Linked DNA regions of Danio rerio: region 1 is linked to region 2. Evidence: chromatin contacts called from public Hi-C data. All regions are on one chromosome and are shown on one strand. The core of a region is the stretch at or near the end of the contact, and the rest is flanking DNA. Distances in the headings are between cores, read along the strand shown.

Region 1 (3,807 bases), core at 915-3,414, 78 kb before region 2:
GACACTTTTAACACCATTTGGAAGTGTCCACATTGCTGAGCAGTGTATATAAAACAATGTGAAGACCGCCTTTACGCTTCTCTTCTGACTTTGAAAATGTAATTGGCTGAATTGTAGAAAATCTTTTTTGATTAATCGTGCAGCCATATATATAAAGCTTATTTTACACTAATATGACATTATGCTTCACCCAAAACAGCAAATACAGCCTTAGCTACATATTCTAAATATGTACAACTGAACAAAAATACTGGAAAACCATAACAGCAAAATGTGTCCTGGTGGCTGAGAAAGTCCTAAAAATCCTCATTATTAACTTTAAAATAATCACTTCTGTTAATTATATATATATTAATATATTAAATATATAAATTTTTAAATGTCTGTAGACTGATTAATATATAAAGCATATTTTACACTGATATGACATAGTCCTTCAACTAAAACAGCAACTACAACTTTGCGCTAATGTCTTGTAAAATCCTCTATTTAGTATGATTAAAAAAACCTTGTAGATTACCTGGGTTGGATGATATATAAAGCATATTTTACACTGACATGACGTCATGCTTTAGCTAAAACAGCAAATACAGCCTCTTGCTAATGTCTTGTAAAATCCTCTATAGGCTCTATTTGAAATCCTAAATACATACAATTGAACAAAAAAACAGTTAAAACAATAACACCGAAAGGTGTCCTGGTGGCTGAGAATAGGATATCAAGCATTCAAATCACAAACAGTGTCAATAAACATTGTGTCTGTGCAAAAAAGCTCATTATTAACTTTTAAAATGATCACTTCTGTTAATCAGGCACAGAATAATGCTGGTAAATTTTTAATTGTCTGTAGATTAACCAGCCTGGTCGATATATGAAGCATATTTTACATATTTTGAGCTAATATCCTGTAAAATCCTTTATTTACTATGTCTTGTGATTAGACATCATTATGTATAAGTTTCTGATGGTATGATAACCTTGGATAAAAACTATCACGGTTTTACAGTATCACAGTGTTGTGATTACTTATCTAAAATAAGTTTTTTTTTTTTTATAAAAACAACATTTTTCCCCATTGAACAGACACAATATATTTGATTTTTGAAAACATTTACAATATTTTAGAAAAGTAAACTTGTCCAACTAAATAATTAAAATAAATAAATGACATCTGCTATCATCATTAGTTTCAAAAGCACAGATTTGTTTACAAAACTTCAAAAACACATTTAAAAAACCTTACATATAACTTAGGAACGGTATAACAGAAATTTTTTTGCTATTTTAAAACCTTAACTTTTCCAAATTGTGGTAAATCTTGAAACCGGTTATTGACTCATGCCTACTTGTGATAATTAACTAGACCGGATGATATATAAAGCATGTTTTGCACTGACGTCATGCTTCAGCTTAAACAGCAAATACAGCCTTGTGCTAATGTCTTGTAAAATCCATATCTATAGGTCTTATATCTATATAGGTCCATATCTATAAATCTATAGGCTCTATTTCATTAAAATATGAACAATTGAACAAAAAAATAACACCATAAGGTGTCCTGGTGGCTAAGAAAGTCCAGACAAACTAAATAAAAGGATTTTAAGCATTCAAATTACAAACGGTAGTGTCCATACAGATGCAAAAAAGCTCATTATTAACTTTAAAATGATTACTTATGTTAATCAGGCACATAATAATGCTGGTAAATGTCTGTAGATTAATCAGCCGGTTACCATATAGAAAAATGACATTATCCTTCAAATAAAACATCAAATATGACTTTGAGCTAATGTTCTGTAAAGTCCTCTATATATCTTTTGTGATTGAAACCCTTAATATGTTCCACTCGAAAAATAATAGCAAAATGTATTCTAGGCGCTGAGAAAGTGCAGACAAACTTAATAACAGTATATCATGCATTCAAATCACATATTGGTTGTGCATATCCTGTCTGCTCAGTATCTCAAGCTGGCCTGACCAGCATGAGGGTTGCAGACTTTCGAGGGAACAGAGTGCTGAGAGAAAGTCACCTTGGTTGGTGGTGATACAAATAACTCCACGGTGCACCTCGTCGTCGCTTGCGTACTGAAATATGGGTGCGCAGGGATTGGGTCGCCATGGCAACCCCTACAAAGCAATGCAGTAGAGGGCGCCAAGGAGAAAGCTGAAGGGGGACAATAGCAGACCTGAAGCCGGAATATCATTTGCATCATTTACAGACTCTATCCGAATGACGACACTAAAAGTGAGTAACACACAGGCGCTAATGGCTGACTGAGAGTGCATGGTTAAAATGAGGGGGAGAAAAAATCATAAAATATTGATTTGCCCCTCATTTCGAGAAATTGAAATGAGAAAATGAAATGAAAATGTTGTAATCTATATGCAGAGTACTGAAAGCAATGGCGAAAGGCAGCGCTTTCAAAGATGGAGTGCGTTTTTTTATTTTTTCAGGTGACTGTCTGGACGCCTGCCGCAGTGTCTGAAAAAGCCAGACATCAGCCAAGTCTGATTACCCCCCCACGTGTGTGCTTGCAAATACGCGTGAGTGTGATGGAGGAAAAGGGAAAAGTTGGATGGAAAAGCGCAAGCAGTTGCCGTGTCCTTATTTGACTCTCATTTAGCAAATGGAGACAATAGCTTCGCCCTCAAGCAATATCTGTCGCTACGAGGCCTTCCTTGACCTCAGTGGGTGTACAGTACATATTTAGTCCATCACTTCAATTGGCTGAAGATCATGCCAGCTATGCACTATAGAAATTACACTCAATTCATGACTCATATAATTACTATTTTGGGTGGTAAATCAATGTAAACCATTAACAATGGTGATTCAGTTTGTAGATATTGTTTAAGACTTTAAACATCAATTATTTTACATGGAGTTAACTTGTTAACCAAGGTTCAGCAGTGAAACCACACCTCACTTTGTCTCCTTAACCAATCACCTACTCCCTAAAACTTACTTAATGGAGACCAGCCCTCTAGCACTGTTCTTCTCGTTCTATCAAACCCACCCTCCCTCCCTCTATTTCCTTGCTTTCCATTAACAATCTTTATAACCCTCTCTTCCCTCCTAGGTTAAACCGGAGGGTCCAACCACTCTACCAAAATATTACAGAGACGGTACCTCCACTCCAAGTCTCTAGGCATCATTGTAGGATGCCTGATCAACCTACCTACCTGTTTACTATTTATCCTTTTACTTACCTTCCCCTTCATCCCACTGTTCTCTTACCATCCCTATCATAAAGTCTAGCTCAAAGTGCCATGGTCCATGCTGGTGAATTAAATCACAGTATGTGCACTGTCAAGTGGGGATCAGAGTTGACCACGTGACTTTTAGATTAATTGCAAAGTTTACCCATAATTGACTTAAAGTATTTTTTGTTCTGTTGTATACACTCACCAGCCACTTTATTAGGTAAACCTGACCAACTGCAGAAATTCATCATTAACTCAAATAACCACTCGTTACAACCGAGGTATGCAGAAGAGCATGTCTGAATGCACAACACGTCCATCCTTAAAGTAGATGGGCTACAGCAGCAGAAGATCACACCAGGTGCCTATCAGCTAAGAACAGCAAACTGAGGCTACAGTTCTCACAGGCTCACTAAAATTGGAAGATAGAAGATTGGAAAAATGTTGCCTGATCTGATGAGTCTTGATTTTTGCTGCGATAATCGGATGGTAGGGTCAGAATTTGGCACTAACAACATGAAATCATAGATCCATCCTGCCTTGTATCAACGGTTCAAGTGCAAATTATCTCAGACTGGTTTCTTAAACATGAAAATGAGTTCA
Region 2 (3,383 bases), core at 409-2,908:
AAGATAATAAGAATAAGAATGAATACATTAATGAATACATTACTCATTCATGAATAAGAATGAATACATTTCTTAACAAGAATGAAAATGAGGTGTTCTTAAAGGTACAGTGAAAGTTTGACACCCAATGGTTGAACTAGGTATTGCACTCCGGAGTCAAAACAAACGCAAGAGCAGGTTGCCAGATTGAGGACTGGAGCAAGTGATTTAAACCGTGTTCTAAATAAAAGGAATGGCAACCGGTAGAAGAAATATTTTCCATATTAAAAGAAGTTTTTGTTCTAACTAGAGATGCACAATATCGGCGGCCATATTGTTATATAATATTTCAATGAATAAATAAATAAATAGCAGCTACTAAATTTTTGTTAACTGTCTGGTGCCACTGATGTTGCTGATTCACTGATCCTCCCCCTTCCTTATCGTCATTGACAGCACGCACACACCTTTAATGCACAGCAAGGGCAATTTAATATTTACCTTAAGGTAGATTAATTGAAGAACCTGTATTAATAATATTGTGGCTTAAAAACAAGTATGGCCAAATGATATTATTAGTGTCTGTATAGTAAGTGTGTATATATAAGCGCAGGTGGGGGGTTTGGGGGAATCCCTATTTATGGTGGGCATTTCCCTTATTTTCACATCCCAATGTTAAAAGGTATGCACAGAATTCTTTTTTTTTTTTTTTTTTTGTGCCACCCCAACATTTGATACAGCTGCTTTTGGCAACCCCTAAGAAAATTTTCTGGGGCGCCACTGCAGGTGGAACTCTGAATCTGCATCTTATTTCAGAGTCTGCTACAAACTGACATTGGGCAGGTTAAAATTACCAAAACAAAGACAGTTTCAAAGCAGAATATCTGACCTCGGCATTGTTTTTTCAGATAAAGTATAATCTGATAAAGTGTGTTAAAATATGTTCACTTGGCACGTTTCTTAAATATCTGCAAACATATTATGGTATTATGCTTTAAATGAGTCAAAAACTTCCATACAGCACATTTAATGCTGTAATTATTAAATAATTTTTTTCACTTTAATTTTTGTTACTGACAGTATTCAATCTTATTACTGACCCAAGAATAGGACCCCAGGTGAAATGGTCTACCAATAAAAATTTTTTCAAATAAACTATAGTAAAACTGCTGTGGTCAAGTGATTTACACCTTCACGACAAAACACTATAAACTTTTTAAACGGGCAAAACTCTGCACAAAACACACCAACACCTCTATGCAGATCTCTTAAAGTCAAAAGTAGGCTACAAACACAGCTGTAACTGATGAAGTTGCACCGAAAATATGTTGTCATGTCGTTGGTCGCGTCCCATGTTTAGCAATATTAAAGGGTAACAACACGTTTTAGCAGCTTACCTTCACATTCTCGTGAACAGCAGAAGACATTTTTAGGGTTTGTTCTTTACGCTGAACAGCCAGAGACCGGAGAAATGCGCTAGCGTACTTCATCAATACAAAACAAACCATGAAGTTGTAGTTTTGTCAACGCCCACGAGGTTCGAGCTGTTAGTGAAATTTAACGCAAATTCTAGTGGTTTAGTATGTTTTGAATACAGTAACACGAGTTAACTTTACATCGTTTGCAACGTTCTTGGGGCAAAGTTCTTGCTGAATTATTATTCCTGCTGCGTATAATCAACGACAGCTTACTTCTATCCACTCAACCACCAGAGGCCGCCACGCGTCCATATATATTTTCTAACAGTCTATGATCCACGGCTTTCAGCAATGATCATCCATAACTAGTGGTATATTCACTAGTTATGTTTATAAACTAATAGAAATAGGTATGTGAATACATCAAGAGCTCCATTTTAGTGTCTTCTAGATCAGATGTGGAATATTTAATCATACTCAAAACAAGTTGATGATGTGTGAAATATAATATCCAAATCAAGCATCTGTATTTCTGTATATGTGGTAGTTTGATATTTTGGCACAGTTTAAAAGATAGTGGTGTGAAAAAGAGGCCTGACATGCTGTGATGAATACACACATTGTTATTCTTCTGCGGTGTGTGTGCGTGTATGTGTGTGTGTGTTCATGGGACTGGAAAAGTCGTTCCACAGTGTCCTGCTTGACATTAAGCAGAGTCAGTCAGCTGTGACCTTCCTCTGCCCTCCGAGTCCTGAGTCTCTCACCAAACAACAGCTTGTACTTTGATTGAAGGCTGGTCCAAGTATGTCTGGTTTCACCCCCTTGTAAGCAAATATCTGTGGGACGAGTCTGAAAGGCCTTTGTTATCAAAGACAAGACATTTGCTGTAGGAGAGAGATGAGCCTGTGATTCATTTCAATGATGGCTGGTTTAGGCTTTAATAGTGCCTCGTCTTTAAAAATAATAATAAAACAAAAGTTTTAATTAAGTTGTTTAATTAAGTTTTAATTAGTTGTAATTGTTTTATAAACTTTATGCTTTTAAAATGATTAATAATAATACATTATAATTATGTTAATAAAAAGTGTTTCTAATAATCATAATAATAAAAATACCTATATTTCCCATTTTTTCATACAAAAGTAGGCCTAATAACAAATATTTTAAACTTTTTTCTTATTTTGTACTTATTTTTATGTTATATATCTCAACCATTTTAAGGGTTGTTATCTATCTCGAAAATCACAATCAAATTACAAAAACTTTACTCACAATAATAATATAAAAATAGACATTAAAAATTATATATATCATTTAGTTTGTAATAAAACAAAAAAAAATTACAAATAAAATGCAAATCAAATTTTAAAAATCGAATTAAATACAAATATATAAACATATTTTTAAGACTAAAAAGCTCATAAAAATTACAAAACACAACCCAATGATTCATGATGAATGAAAATGAAAAAAAAGAAAACTGAAAATTTTAAACAAAACCAGGTTTAAATGATTAATATACATTGCGATATTTACTCAGATATACAGTAGAAGTGTACCCTGCATGTAATCGGTGTGGGCTCGAACCGGCATTACTGGCAATATGTTTTGGAGCTGCCCAAAATAAGCATCTTACAGGGAAAATATTTTTCTGACATTTTCAAAAATAGGTCAAAAGCCGATAGATCCAGATCACAGTTCTAGGCATCACTGATTTCTAAAGTACAGAAGTACAGAACAAAAAACAGTTCCATTTGTCTGTCTGTTAGCAAGAAGGTTAATATTATTTAACTAAAAACATTAAGTTGTTCCTACATTTAATCTAATCTAAACATTAAAATCAAGGGATTTAATGAAATATTTGGAATTAGAGAAAATCAGATTTTTCCTGAAAAAGAAAGAAGGCAAATTCTATCAAATCTGGCAAACTTTCATGGATTGTTTAAAAAAACATAAATTCTAAAGTTGAAAAGGATCAGACTCATT

Evidence for each region. A called contact is a pair of places that touch in the nucleus more often than the background predicts.
Region 1: a Hi-C map of embryo shows a contact between it and region 2, with 3 times the contacts expected there. The contact joins the enhancer-like site here to the promoter of zgc:153372 in region 2. A contact is called at or near these places in 9 of 18 Hi-C or Micro-C datasets (caudal fin, embryo, gastrula embryo and 2 more) and 1 of 4 datasets of contacts at active chromatin or transcription factors (caudal fin).

What each region holds. Positions count from the first base shown.
Region 1 is chr15:32,309,093-32,312,899 of GRCz12tu, reverse strand. The region is part of intron 10 of zgc:153372; the gene reads right to left. Among named protein-coding and RNA genes, the nearest start is that of mir125c, 5.6 kb to the right of the region's middle. Within about 2 kb of position 2,164, at least 4 of the 62 cell types and tissues checked have an H3K27ac peak or open chromatin away from gene starts, as enhancers often do.
Region 2 is chr15:32,231,095-32,234,477 of GRCz12tu, reverse strand. zgc:153372 reads right to left here and starts at 1,658. Exons shown (of 11, transcript NM_001076633.1): 1 at 1,377-1,658. The coding sequence starts at 1,406.